Linked DNA regions of Zea mays: region 1 is linked to region 2. The links are chromatin contacts, called in public Hi-C maps. All regions are on one chromosome and are shown on one strand. Each heading gives the region's core, a stretch centred on a gene start, on an enhancer-like site or on the middle of the called end of the contact. The rest is flanking DNA. Distances are from core to core; before and after follow the strand shown. Region 1 holds the start of LOC100284768 (organic anion transporter). Region 2 holds the start of LOC100382870 (NADH dehydrogenase [ubiquinone] 1 alpha subcomplex subunit 8-B).

Region 1 (7,671 bases), core at 3,641-6,140, 980 kb before region 2:
GTTGTGGTCCGTGCTGTCTTCACTGCCATTCCTATCCACCATATGATGGCTATGGATCTCCCTAAGTGAGTCATTAGAGCAATTGTTAAACTTCGATGGGGATTCTTAGGGGCAGGCCGCCAAAATGCTAATGGAGGTAATTGCCTTGTCTCTTGGGAAAAGGTTCAGACGCCGTTACAGTATGGTGGTCTTGGGATACTCAACCTTGAATCAATGGGATGGGCCTTGCGCATCCATTGGTTGTGGCTACAAAAAACGGATTCTTCTCGACCTTGGGAAGGGCTGCCTTTTCAGGTACCCCGTAATGCCCATGCTCTCTTTGATGTTGCCCTGGAGACCAAGGTTGGGGATGGTGAGGCCACTAAATTCTGGACAGATTGTTGCCTGCACGGTTGCCCTGTAGGTGAGCTGGCCCCTAATCTCTTTCAGGTAATTCCTAAACGAGCAAGGAGACAACGCACTGTTTCTCAAGCGTTGGGCTGCAGGTCTTGGACTGCTGATATCCAGGGTGCCCTCACTGTGCCTCACTGTACAGGTGCTTGTCGAATACTTGAAGCTCTGGGAAGTAGTTGATGATTTTACCTTGCAGCCGGCTGTTTCAGATCAGCACATATGGAAGCTAACAAATCCAGGGCTGTACACTTTTAAATCTGCTTACAACGCCTTCTTTGTGGGTTCAGTTAAGTTTGCACCTTGGAAAAGGATTTGGAAAACTTGGGTCTCTCTTTGATGCAAGTTCTTCATTTGGTTAGCAATCAAGAACAGGTGTTGGACAGAAGATAACCTGTCAAAACATGGGCTGCTGCACCACCGTCTTTGCCTCCTTTGTGATCAAGATGTGGAGAATATACAACACAAATGGAAAAATAAACAGAATAACTGTGTGGCACTGTTTTTAATCGAGATTCGGTCTAGACTACTTTGGCTGGCCTGCCAATTCTTTTCTCTCCCCCGCAAGCGCATTAGGCCGAAACTTGGGCTGGGCTGGGCCATGAAAGCCTCCTTTGCCTGGGCTGAAATGGCTCCAATCTCCCTACGCTCTCGGATCGGAATCGGACGGTCATCCCTCACTGGTATTCGTCCTGGCTAGGTATAAAACATGTTATTTTTGGTCGAGGGAAACCCTAAAACATTTTCTTTTTGCCCTGCGTGGCGTTCTCCACTCTCCTCTCCCTCTCCCGAGCACCTCTCCTTCCTCCACTTTCTCCCCAACTCCGGTGAGCGAGAGTGTGGTCACGACACAATCATGGCGCTGCCCGTGGGGCCAATCGTCGGTGCGCGAGCTCCCCTTCGGGGTGAGCATGTCACCGTCGAGCGACCTCTTGGCGGTGCCCTAGTGTCCTGTGCGTGGCGTTATGTACCGGTGGCTGCGTTGTTTCTACCCAGTCGTCTGCAAACAAGTAAGCTCTTACCCTTTCCCCTTTTTCCTGTTTGTGTGCTCGTGGTATAGGGTTACGGTTGGGGTTCTGGGAAAAAACAGTGATGGTTCTCTCTTCACTGTCTTCCTCTCGTTTTCTAATGGATGAATGTGAGGCTTTTGGAGGATTTGTTCGGGTTCACCCCTAAAACGATGGTTTAGACACATCAAGGGTTAAGGTTCGGGCACCAACCTCGCTTTGGTACCATTGTTGGATCATTATAAGATCTTGTACATAAAATCTAGCTACTAGATACCTAAGAACTCATAGGTATACATTCGGGGTTGGATGCTGACACCATTAGGGTGATGTAGCTTCTCTCTGAGGCGTCGAGGTAGGGTGGTGGTCTTTTTCTTCACTAACCGCGTAGGAGATAGATCGAGACTTGCTAGAGGTGTACGAGAGAGGAGGCTATGGTGAACCTATCTGTTAATATACGCAGGTGTGAAAGTTGGAGTCCAGATCGATCTCTTGACCAAACCGGATGAGATCAACCTAAGGGCCTGTTCGCTTCTCCCGGAATGAACCAGGATTCGTTCCAGCTCATCAAAATTTATATAAATTAGAGAAGTAATCCGGCTAGGAACTATTCCAGAGCTTCAATCCGTGAGAACCGAACAGGGCCTAAGGGCCTGTTCGTTTACTCCGGAACGGTTCCATTGCAACCGTTCCGGTTGGAATGATATGTTTATTTGTACTAGTATTGATTAGTTGGAATAGTTCCTAGCCACAATCCGACCCAACCGAACAGGGCCTAATAGATAGTTCTAGAAAATTATAGATATGGAAAGGTGTATGACATGCTACTAAATTTTCTTTTAAACAAATACTTCTATTTATTTCTCAAGGATCTAATTGATCCTCAAATGTCTTTTGATCTAGGATTAGCAGGAATGGACGAAATGGTTTGAGTTGGTTCTCTGAGCAGGTTGACAAGTGAGGACCTCTATGAAGCTGATGCTAACATTTACAGAGCAAAAGGATCTATATTAGAGCAGTATAGAAGGGTGGATGTGAGGCTTACATTGGTTGTGAGCTTGAAAGGGAATTTGTTGTTTGGCTGGTGAGGTTCTTTTGACTTCTGATGCAACGAGGATAGCTGAAATAGCAATCTTCTTCAATGTCTTATTATGCGGGAGCTTGAAAATACTTCAATTTATAAGTTTATAGGTTTTCATGTTGGAGCATCTTTGTCATGGTAGCATGTAGGTTGCTAAAATAGTCAGTGGAATAATGAGACAATGTCTAAGAACACTTGTCTTTTTTTTAGGACAGTATAATAAGAACTGACGTTTCCATGTCCATATGGACGTTCCACAAAAATCTTATTTGCTGTCATGATGGGCTCTATTCATCTGGTGGTGGCCAAACCTCTGCCAAACTTTACTTCTGTAGGAGAAAATAATTTGTTGCTCCTTGTACTTTTCTATTGATGAAACGGAATTTGGTGCCCCTTGTTTGCCTTGATCTGTGCCAGGTCAAATTGGGCTGTTCAAGTTGCCGAGTACCTGACTACAGCTTAGCAGCTGCTACTTCTGTACTGTAACTAGTAGTATATTACCAAGTGTTGGCGCAGAGAATATTCCTCCGGAGCCTTTTTTTTTCTCTGGAAGAAACATTCGACCGTACCACATGTCCTCGGCTCCTCGCTTAGTATATTGTTATGCTCCTGCCCACGATCTACCATGTGCTTCAGGCCCCGGTTGATTCTGCCGTGGAATCCTTCGTTACTTTTACACGAGGTCAAAGAATATGTCAGGACCTACCGGTTTGCCAATTACTGTATTGTAGTGTCGTTCCATCACGAGGCATCAGATCAGAGACCCGAAGTTTGGAGTTTGGAAGAAGCTGAGTCAAAGGGGGCTGGTACACATGGCCTGATGACGTGTTTAGGTTTCTTTAGATCTTTGAAGAAATGGTCTCCCTTGCATTGACGGCTTCCCGTTTGCGTACAGTTCGTCCTCTCTTTCCCTGCTGGTTATCGTACGATGAAAGCATGTATTTTATGAGGTGGATGTGGATCCGAGCCTGGAGCTGACCCCATCCACACATAAAGGCGATGAGTAGGATGAAGCGTTCCTCCGGAATTGGGACTTGGGAGCACCCGGAATATGCCGTCTCCGCTCAGCACAGTCACCCGGGCCACTTCTCACTTGAGCTTTATCGCTTTTTACGATGCTGAAATCTAACTGGCCTTTACCCATAATTTCTTCCTATTTCACCTTCTCGTGCACAGTTGCAACAACGAATGAGCCAGCCTACCACCACAGTCCACACTCCACAGGTCAAGGTCAGTATAGTAGTAAGCAGAACGGCCGCGGACACGTCAGCAAGTCACTGTTGAGTGTTAACTCGAATGACAGGAATGAGATGGGTTGGTGGCAGCGAGACACCTTCCTGGCTTCCTCCAGATGGCAAGCACGCGGAACCCGAGCGACGCGCCACGGGCTCACGTCGCCGTGGGGTCGGGTCGTATTCGGCGTAGAGTTTTGTCAAGCACTCGAGCTGCTTTGGCGCGTTGCTCTGCTCGTGCGGGATCAGGCGACCGTATCCGTGTCACCGAACCACCGGACCGGGTCGGCACTCGGCAGGGCACGAACTAGGCAAGTTGTTGGTCTTGAGCAAATCGTAGCCGTCGCAGCAGCCGACGCACCTCGCAGCTCCGCTATTGTAGCTATTTTTTTTTAGCTGTAGAAAGACCCGATCAGCGGGGGTGCGGAGCTGGGTTAGGTCCGTGAGCGGTGAGCCGGTGCTGTCATGCTCGGCCGCCGAACGAATTTCCATGTCGTTGCACGCCTCCTCGCCAAACTTCTGACTTCTGACCAAACGCACCCGTAGATCTTGTAGTCTTTGCAGCTCGTTAGGATTAATGATCGCTACGAGTAGGAGGCTACTGGTTTTAAAATTTTGTATGCTCGTACTTATCTTAGTAAGAGCTAGTTTGGGAACACCGTTTTCCCAAGGGATTCCAATTTTCCCAAGGGAAAATGAACTAATTTCCCTTGGGAAAATGGAAATCTCTTGGGAAAACGGTGTTCCCAAACTAGCCCTAAGTAACTATTTTTTTCCCCACAGCAAAGCTTCAACACACGAATTTGAGGTGGGCTTTACACAGAAGAAAGGGAGGATGGTTCATGATATGTTTGAATTGATTTCCAGTCTCACTACTATGTAGCTCCAAACTAGTAGTAGAGCGTCTTATAGTCTCCATCTATTTGGTTGACAAATTTCATGCATAGTTTGGAAATAAAATCCTTGCTCATCTATCTATAAGGGCAAGGGTACGGTTACATTTGCAAATGTGAAATTCGAAACAAAAAAAAGAAGAAACAGCTAAACGCCCGAGCCCCGGCTAATATGAAATGATTTAAAACAAACATAAAACCCAAAGTAACCAACCTCTGACCTGGAGCTCTGGATTAACGAAAAAGCACACCGGAAACACAAGGCAAAAAAGATATCCATCTCCCCTCCGTTCTCACCACCGACAGCCGGACACGCCTCGTCTCGTCCCCGCTCCCATAAACGCAGAGGCTCACGCAGACGCCTCGCTCCCGTGCCAACGAGCCAAGCCCAAACCCACCACCAATTCAACCGCGACCCAGCCCACCGCCCCGCACGCCATTCCCACCTCCTCCCCCCTCACCACTCAGATCTCCCCGCGCGCCCGCGCGCGAGCTCGTTCGTGCGCGGCCGCCGGCGTTGGCGACGACGACCGAGGAGCCATGGCTGCCAAGGGCGGCGCCACGCCGTCCCCCGGCGGCACGGGGCCCGCGGCGGGGAACGGCCGCCTCTTCACGGTGGGGCTAGTCACGGCCTGGTACTCCTCCAACATCGGCGTGCTCCTGCTCAACAAGTACCTCCTCAGCAACTACGGCTTCAAGTACCCCATCTTCCTCACCATGTGCCACATGTCCGCCTGCGCCCTGCTCTCCTACGCCGCCATCGCCTGGCTGCGCGTCGTGCCCATGCAGCTCGTGCGCTCCCGCGTCCAGCTCGCCAAGATCGCCGCGCTCAGCCTCGTCTTCTGCGGCTCCGTCGTCTCCGGGAACGTCTCGCTGCGCTACCTCCCCGTCTCCTTCAACCAGGCCGTCGGCGCCACCACGCCCTTCTTTACCGCCGTCTTCGCGTACATCATGACCGTCAAGCGCGAGTCGTGGATCACCTACCTCACCCTCGTGCCCGTCGTTACTGGAGTCATCATCGCCAGCGGCGTAAGTTGCTGCCTGCTCCGTCTCTGTCTTCTGTTTTCTCAGTAGATCTGTTGGAGTCGGGATTGGATCTGAGTGGAATCCGGGTTTGGCTGCCTCGGATTGCAGTAGTGGGATGGAGCTGACGAGAACAGGTGGATCTGTCATCTGACTATAATTGGACACAAACGGCAGCCTCAGTTCATTGGATGGTGATCCCTTCGTTGGGAACAGATTTTTGGGATTATCAGATGGAAACCATTCACTGTGTGTCAGGGTGCCTGTAGATGTTACCTCAGGCGTCGGCTATCATCTGATGGCATGGGGCCAAGTGATCAACTGGCATAACAGCTACTCACTATCTATGTGATCAGCTAGAGACTAATCCAGTTAACCAAAACCACCGGATCCAGCTAGACCGAGCTTTTACAGGGGTAGCTCGTTTTCCCCCCCTGCCGAAACCATGTCTGGAAACTGTGGATTTGCAAGTTAACAACAACAATAGCAACAAAATATTTTAGTTCCAAACAAGTTGAGATAGGCTAGAGTTAAAACCCAACCAAAGGTTTAGGCACGTGAATATCTGTTTTTCATTTGTTTCTATTTAAAGCTAATCCTTTGGGTGTATTCCATCATTTCGTGTAAAAAATCCCCTAAAGAACCACAATTATATCTACGGTTGGATAACGATCTAACAGACCAGGATGCTCGCTTGCACATAAGGTTTGATTGTACAGTAGTCGTGCCCCATTTTACAGCCTCTTCCTATATTATCTCCGACATTCCTCTACCTCTCTTTCCATAAATGTAGGATTCCACTATGCACAACTGCCTCTTGACTCTTGATGTCTCTGTTGGATATATGTCCAAACCATCTTAATAGGTATTGGGCAAATTTTTCTTCAATTGGTGCTACCTCTAGCGTATCACGTATGTCATTATTTCGGACCCGATCCCTTATTGTATGGTCAAAAATGAAAAATCTAACGTAGCATACACATTTTCACCATACAAATACAATATAGTAGGCCAACATTCAAAAATGAAAAAATCTATCGAACATGTCGTCTTTTTGTAGGCCAACATTCTACACCATACAAATACAATATAGTAGGTTTAATCATCATCCTATAAAACTTTCCTTTTTAGCTTCTGTGATATCCTATTGTCACATAGAACGCAGATGTTTGGCGTCACTTCCTTCAGTTTGCTTCCATTATATAGCTAACATCTTCATTAATATCCCCATCTCTCTATAGCATTGATCCTAAATACCGGAAGGTATCCTTCCTTGATACTATTTGACCTTCTAAACTAACATCTTCTTCCTCATTGTGTAGCAGTACTGAAGTTACATCTTAAGTATTCGTTTTTAGTTCTACTTAATCTGAAACCTTTGGACTCTAGAGCTCTTGTCCTAGTTTTCTATTTACTTCTGCTCGGCTTTCATCAACTAGCACTACATCGTCCACAAAAAGCACACACCAAGGGATATCCCCTTGTATGTCCCATGTGACCTTATCCATCACCAAGGCAAAAAGGTAAGGGCTCAAAGTTGATCTTTGATGTAGTCCTATACTCCTATTCTAATTGGGAAGTTACTCGTGTCCCTATTGTTAGTTCAAACACTAGATACAACATTGTTGTACATGTCCTTAATGAGTCCAATGTACTTCATCAGAACTTCATGTTTGTTCAAAACCCACTACGTAAAATTTCTTGATATTTTGTCATAAACCTTCTCGACGAAAACTATGTGTAAGTCCTTTTGCTCCCTATACTGCTCCATCACTTGTCTTTATTAAGAAAATGGCTTCCATGGTTGACCTTCTGGGCATGAAAGCAACTTGGTCCATAGAGATCCTCGTTATTCCTGTCAGACGATGCTCGATATCTCCCCCCTCTCTCTCTATTCTCTCTCTCAACTTCATAGTGCAACTCATCAACTCAATTCCCTGCTAATTGGTACAACTTTCAACATCTCCCTTATTCATGTAGATCGGTACCAATATACTTCTCCACTTGTCAAGCATCTTGTTCGACCAGAAGATATAATTGAACAA
Region 2 (7,038 bases), core at 64-2,563:
TCCGGCCCATAGGAAACGAGGTGTGCTACCATCGCGTGCGGTTGAGCTCTCTAGCAATCATCTCCACCGGAGTCCGGAGGCTCTTTGAAATACGCCCGATCTAGCCAACGTTTGCAAGGCATGCGGCTGTGTGGTGACTGGTGAGCACAAAGCGCAAGGGATTTGCCCTTCCAACCTCAGTGGAATAAGGTAATACCAGTAGCAATTGCCTCGTGAAAGAGCTATTGCAGCAAAAACAACCCACACATGCTTTCTATTGCTCACCTGGCTGGAATGCCTGCATGTCGGTATGTTGTAGTGTTAACCTTCCTGACATGTACAAGTACAATACCACTCCCTGTATGCAATTTTGCACACATGGTATATTTTCAACCTCCTATAAGGTTTATAAGAAACTGGTTTCCATCCCTAGTTTCTGTAAACTGTTTTATGAAAAAAGTGTATGTGTGTGTTTGAAACCCAGTTCCTTAGACAAAAGCAAGTTTACCCCTACTTTATTTTAAAAGTAGTTGATTCAATTATTCTCTTCATTTTTCTTTGCTGTCAATTTTGGATATAGATTGAACTCATATTTGTATATTTGAATTTTTTAAATAATCATTAAATATTAAAATTGGGTAGAAACCAAAAAAAGACCACATGGATAGGTCCGGAAGTGGTGGAAATCACAGTAATTTTACCAAACCAAATAAGGCCAGTATATATTTACCAGTCAAAAACTGGTTTTAGCTACTTTTTTCTTAGAAATTGAGAAATAGGGACTCTCACGAGATTAGGGATGACAATGGGTACCCAAAACTCGACTACACGATTGATTTTACCTGATATGTAGGTAGGTATAGGATAATTTCTATACCCGTGGGTATGTTATTGGGCAAAAATCTCTACCAGTTGGATAGACATATATGGTGGTACTACCCATACCGACATACTCGTGGGTAAAATATACCCGTATAATACCACTATTATTATCTAATAAAGCCCATCTTGGTTAAAATAAAACCTTTCTTCGACTATTATTTATTTAACTATCAAGTTATGTAATCGTATGGTTTGTTATATTTTAAGTTGAAATTATTTTCTGTATTTATTGACATTTTGAGTAATCAGAATATTAGAATTTGAGATCTTCTTAGTGAGTACGGGTTACCCGACAGGTAAAATTAACCGTGCGGGCATGAGTATGAGTAAGATTTTATACTCACTATTGTATACGGATAATTGGATCCGTATAATTTTTTGTGATGGGTGTATCGGAATATAATGCTCCTAACCGACGAGTATTTACCTCTACGCGAGACCGAGGGTTTTCGAGGCCTGGTAGGTTGCTCTAAAACTTTCAAATGAGCCCAGGTAAAGCCCACGAAGGCAGGAACCACCTGTCCCCACCTTCATCCCTGCCGTCAGTGGTCAGTCCGTCTCGTCCTCCCTTCCCGTCAGGTGTGGCCGTCTCGCTTCGGCTTCTCCCACTTCCTTCCCCAGATCTCCAAGACCAGGAGCCCCGGCGAAGCCACCACGCACGCAGCGATGTCGGCGAGCAGCACGCCCGTAGACGCTTTGGGGGAGCCGATCCCGACGTCGTCGGTGCTGATGGCAGCGTCGAAGCACATCGCAGTCCGGTGCCGCCCGGAGAACGTCGCCTTCCTCAACTGCAAGAAGAAGGACCCTAATCCTGAGAAGTGCCTCGAGAAGGGTCGCCAGGTCACAAGCTGCGTCCTTAGCCTGTGAGTTCGTCTGCCACGTTCTCCCCTTACCTGCGCCGTCCGATCCCCTGCTGCTCGATTGGACTCGCTTCCATCATTCTGTTCCTTAGGCTTCGGTACGTTAGCGAAGCGGTTTGTGAGGTTACTGATGATACAGTTGAACAGCTACCTGGCATTGCTTATCTGGTAACTAGTGTGCATTTTTTGCCATCCCTTATCAGGGTAACCATCAGCAGTATATGCAAATGCTATGCAGAGACATGATTTGATAACTTCGACGAAGATAGAAAATTATGAATTATGTTCATATATAATACAGTATTAGAGATTTTTTATTGCATTGCAAGGATGCACTAGTTTTTTTTTCTTCAACGCGCATGAGAGCTGAGGGTCATTATATTTAGAAGACGAGAAGGAAACTAAAAAGACCCAAGCATGCCCATAAGGGCAGGTTTTAATACGTGGTTGTAGCCAATGAACTAGCAAATTAGAATAATCGGCAACCTATACATGTCAAGCTATGGCCAGATGCTACTGTAGCCTTTAGCCCCCGCTAGGGGCTGGACAGATTAGCTAGAGCACTTTGAACTGGTTATGTTCATTGTTAGACAGCTCACAGCTCATTTGGATTCAGGGCCATCCATCAAACTTAGCAAAGGTTTTTGTACCTTGATTGTTTAGGTTGGTTTCATCCAAACAACAGCCCTTCTTTGCAGTTGCAGCCAATAAATACTGCGATATCCTTAGTGAGTTCCCCTTAAGTTCTATGATAGGAAGGCTACAGGCACACAAAACCTGGTATTTAGCTTAGTAACATTTCTGTTACTTGATATTCAAATTCTTTTCTATATCTGAATGTTGTCTCAGGTTCATATTCTGCTTCTGGTATGCTCATTTTCAACAGTACACGTTTGCTTGAACCATACTGCTTTTAGTTTTTCCTTTATCTCATTTTGACTATTATTTTATTGACCATAATCAAATAGATTTCAGGAGGAGAAAATGTAATAGGTGAAGCCCTTAGAAAGCATTGCCAAGATGATAAAATTATAGCTAACAAGAGACTGTAATCCTTAACTCTGTACTTGGTCGTTACAGCTAAAATGCATATAACTGGTACCTACCATATCATCTTACAATGGTTGATTTGGTGCAACTGTCCCAAACTGGAAGCTTGGCTAGCTAGAACCAATTGCCGGAAACCCTAGTTGTGCCACACAACCACTTCTTCCAGTAGAAGGCTAAGAACTTCTCTGCTTTGTAGATCTTCCTTGCAATTGCTTTCCACATTGCTCTTTAGTAAGAAAATTAGCGTGATGACACTTGCTGTTTGCAGCTAAGGTCACATTTCTGCCTAATTGATCTGAGCTGCATTCGTTAAATTTTTATCCACCGTTGATACTCATCCTGTGATTAGATTGTTCTTCTGTGGCCCGAAAATCATATGTCACCATGAGTACACTACTATACTGTGGAAAATCCACAACAAGTGAATTTAAATATAATGACAGCAAGTGATTCAGGGATAAAGAGCAGGCCTGGTGCAGTGGTGAGAGCTATCTCACATAGTCATCAGGTCGCGTGTGCAAAGCAGCCTCTCCACATTTGTGGGGGGAAGGCTTGCCTCGGTTTATCCCTTCAGCCTCAATTTATCCCTTCACTAGACCTCACTCTTGTGGGAACCTCTGCAGTGGGTCTGCCCTAGTGACTCAGAAATGCAAATTTGCACTGAAGTCAACAAGAATCCACCTTCAGGGATATACTAGTTTATGACACTGAGTTTAAATTGATAAGATGGTGATGACACTGCGTTAACACCATGAATCGCAATGGAGGAACTGTTGGTGCCTTAACCAACTTTATACTTTCTTTTAGACAGTACATTTTATTGAGAGGAAATGGAATGAGAAAAGGCTTTCGCAAATTCATTCAACATCATCACATATTCACATGTTTTTATAACATGAAGAACTAGTGATTTCTACCTGGCTTGATATCTTACTCTGTTTGGCTCCTGTCAAAATGAACCCCTTATAGTTTATCAATTTATCGACTAGAAACCTGAAGTGGTTGAATTAGTGCTGTCTTTTCCTTCTTCTTGGGCATTGAGACCAGGGAGTTAATGCTTATAGGTTACACAGGACATAAAGTAAGAAAAAGAAAAGTACATTATCAGTGTTGACATATTATTGAGATCTACCAGATCCTCAATTCCGGAGTATTGAGTTGCATAGGCCACCTGTCATTCTTAAAAGCTGGAGAACATGCACCAAAGAAGTGCATGTTCAACAATACGACACTTGTTGAGGCATTGAGTATGTGTTTTTATTATTTCTTGTTTGGTAATCAATGTGTTAAAGAATGTAGGTTGTTTTAGTTTTGTCTTAAGTATAACTTCTCTAATTTCTACCAAGTTTGTAGAAAAATGCTCCAATATCCAACATAAAGTTAGTTTCATTAAATCCACCTTGAAATGTGTCTTGATAATGTATTATTGTATTTATTTGGTACTGTAGATGGAATATATTTTTCGGTAAACCTAATCAAAGTTAAAGAAGATTTATTTAGAACAAAACTAAACCAACATATTTTAGAATGTAGTAATTGATAACATGCAGACCTATCTTTTCATCCCAAAATCAACCAGGAATTTCATTTTCTTTTGGGTATTTTGTGGGAGGGGCATCCTATTATCCTGTCTAATTCTGAAATGAAGTGCAGATTACCACCCAATGGTGTAGCTATTTTTTAGTTGAATAGCATGTGTAGAGTATGCTTCTGTTATAGACTCTTTTGTGGGCCGGCAATATGCCAGGTGCCAGAATAATTAGGCCCAACCATTTGTTAGATGGCGGCTGGGTGTTAGAGAAGTTTAAGGAGGCTTATCCTCCCTGGAGCTTATGTCCTTAATAATCTCCGGAGTTGTTCCCTGGAGCTTATCTCCTTAATAATCTCCTGAGTTGTTAGGCCCCGGAGCTATAAGGGTGCCTCAGATTGTAATAGGGTTTTTTTATCAAAGAAGTCGCACCTGCGTGGGTGGCTGCTTGATCACGGTGGCGACCCCCACGCCCCCTGGTGATCGTATTCCTCAGCCGCCACACTGCGTGCCCTATTCCCTGCGCTCCTCCACTCGATCCACCCTACTAACTCACCCTTCGTGGTGTACGCCTCCCCGTCATGCGCATCGCAGCAGGATTCATAACAGCTTCTTTCTAAGCATTGTTTGTTAACGCTACATGTATTTTCTAGGTTATATTCCCTTGTATAACCTTTTTTTTGTTCGACATTGTTTGCTTTAACATTGTGGTTTCCATTAAACTTATATCACTTCTGTCCTTCCTATGCCATCTTTGACTACTAATATTTACACTCCCAGGTTGAAAGAACTTCATCAAAAGTGTCCCAAGGAAATGGATGAATATGCTGGTTGCATGTATTACTACACCAACGAATTCGACTTCTGCCGTAAGGAGCAGCAAGCTTTTGAGGAATCCTGCCCCATTTCCGAGTAGATCTTGAGAGCTTTACTTCCAGGGATCTTTGCAAATAAGGAAAGAAAGGCTGAAAAACCGAGTTCATGATCTCCCATGTTTGTTGTCCTCATGGAATTTTTAATGGTGGATGAATAGCACACCAAGGAGCTATTCACCACAATTGTCCCCCTCAATATTTTTTTTTCAAACTTGAAGTGACTTAGCCGTATGCTCTAAGATGGTGAATGGTGATGATGATGATGTTTTCACCTAGTGGTTCACAGAATACATTTGGCAGACTTGCCGTTATTTCTGTCCTGGGTGTGCTAAGATATTAATCTGATATCCTTTTCTAGACCTTGTTTCTGTCACAAGGCTATACCACTACAATGTGCTTTCTCCGTCCCAAAAAAAATGCATAGGTTTTCAACAATTGAGCTTTTCTAAGTTTGATTATGTTTACAGAAAAGAAACACTATTTATGCATTTGATGATATTTATTATAATGTTTATTTCGTATTATAAATGTTAGTGATGTTCCCTCTAATAGATTTGGTCAAATTTAAAATTGCTGGAGTCATGTACCGTTTTTTTATTATAAATATTAATAATGTTCCTCAAATAGATTTGGTCAGATTTATATTTGTTGGGAGTCCTGCACTGTTTTGGACGGAGGGAGTACATCATGTCGTCTGAAGTTGGTGATTGTGTTGCAGTTGCTGGATTGGCGCTTGCCAGCGAACGGGCGATTGGTTCTGAGGTGAGAAGGCGTCAATGCGTTTCAGCGAGAGACGATAGCTGCGTGGCCCTTCGCGATGCCGTCTTTTTATCACGTGTTAGGCATCCCTGTAGGTTCTAGTGCAGTACAGTACAGCAATAGCTTCTACTTTGGGAGCCTTCGCCTCATCAGTACGTGTCCAAGTGTGGACTCAGTCACTCAGGCCATCCGCAACCGTTATCTCTAAATTTTTTCCCCTATATCACTTTTTCTCCCTATTTCCCTCCCTATTTTTTCATCTCCCGCATCGGTTCCCCCTAAATACTCCCCTATACCCCACTACAACTATAAAATATCATTTTTTATATCAATTATCAATTTTTTATCTACTAACAATTACTCGTGGACCCACAACACAGTGTGTAGGGTGATGAACAGTAACACGCTAGATTTGGGGGGAGAGAGAAGGGAGTCGGCGCGTAGGGGCGCTGTAGGGGGCACCGCTGCGGCCGTGGAGTGCCCCCTACAGCCCCATGCAAGGGGAGGGGGATGACGAGGGGGCTGCGTTGCGCACAGCCTCAGATCTACGCACCGTATTCAGCTGGTTGGATGGCACCATGCACGGCGGCAGGTGCAGCATGTTGGGTTTGGTGAATGATTTAGGGTTGTTTGAATGTACTAGAACTAATAATTAGTTGGCTAAAAAATTGCTATTGTAATTAGCTATTAACTAATTTACTAAAAATAGCTAATAGTTGAACTATTAGCTAATGTGTTTGGATGTCTCCAACTAATTTTAACCATTAACTATTAGCTCTAATGCATTCAAACATCTCCTTAGTACAATGTCTAACTATTCTTTTTTGTTGTTGTTGTTTGGTTCATGGAATAGATAGGAAGAATAGAACTATCATGCCAAATTTAAGGCATGAATTCACGCCGGTAGATCACCTCATCACATCTATGAAGACTAGGATGGAGTAAAACACACTACAAATAATAAGTGTTTGATCGTTTTGCTCTCAATCCATGTGAATTGGATATGATTGAATGAGTTTAAATTTTAAACAAGTTAAAATCTTTCATATTTTTTCTAATCTTATTTAATTCATATGGGATAATAATAACTAAGCCCTAAGTGGGT

What was found. A called contact is a pair of places that touch in the nucleus more often than the background predicts.
Region 1: a contact with region 2 is called in a Hi-C map of ear, with 2.3 times the contacts expected there. The contact joins the promoter of LOC100284768 here to the promoter of LOC100382870 in region 2. A contact is called at or near these places in 2 of 25 Hi-C or Micro-C datasets (ear and endosperm).

Annotation. Positions count from the first base shown.
Region 1 is chr9:144,400,305-144,407,975 of Zm-B73-REFERENCE-NAM-5.0, reverse strand. It overlaps LOC100284768 (organic anion transporter), which reads left to right and starts at 4,890. Exons shown (of 4, transcript NM_001157663.2): 1 at 4,890-5,632. The coding sequence starts at 5,144. It overlaps LOC100273905, which reads left to right. Exons shown (of 12, transcript NM_001148297.1): 12 at 2,301-2,736.
Region 2 is chr9:143,415,877-143,422,914 of Zm-B73-REFERENCE-NAM-5.0, reverse strand. LOC100382870 (NADH dehydrogenase [ubiquinone] 1 alpha subcomplex subunit 8-B) reads left to right here and starts at 1,313. Exons shown (of 2, transcript XM_020544104.1): 1 at 1,313-1,724; 2 at 5,080-5,563. The coding sequence starts at 1,528. The coding sequence ends at 5,215.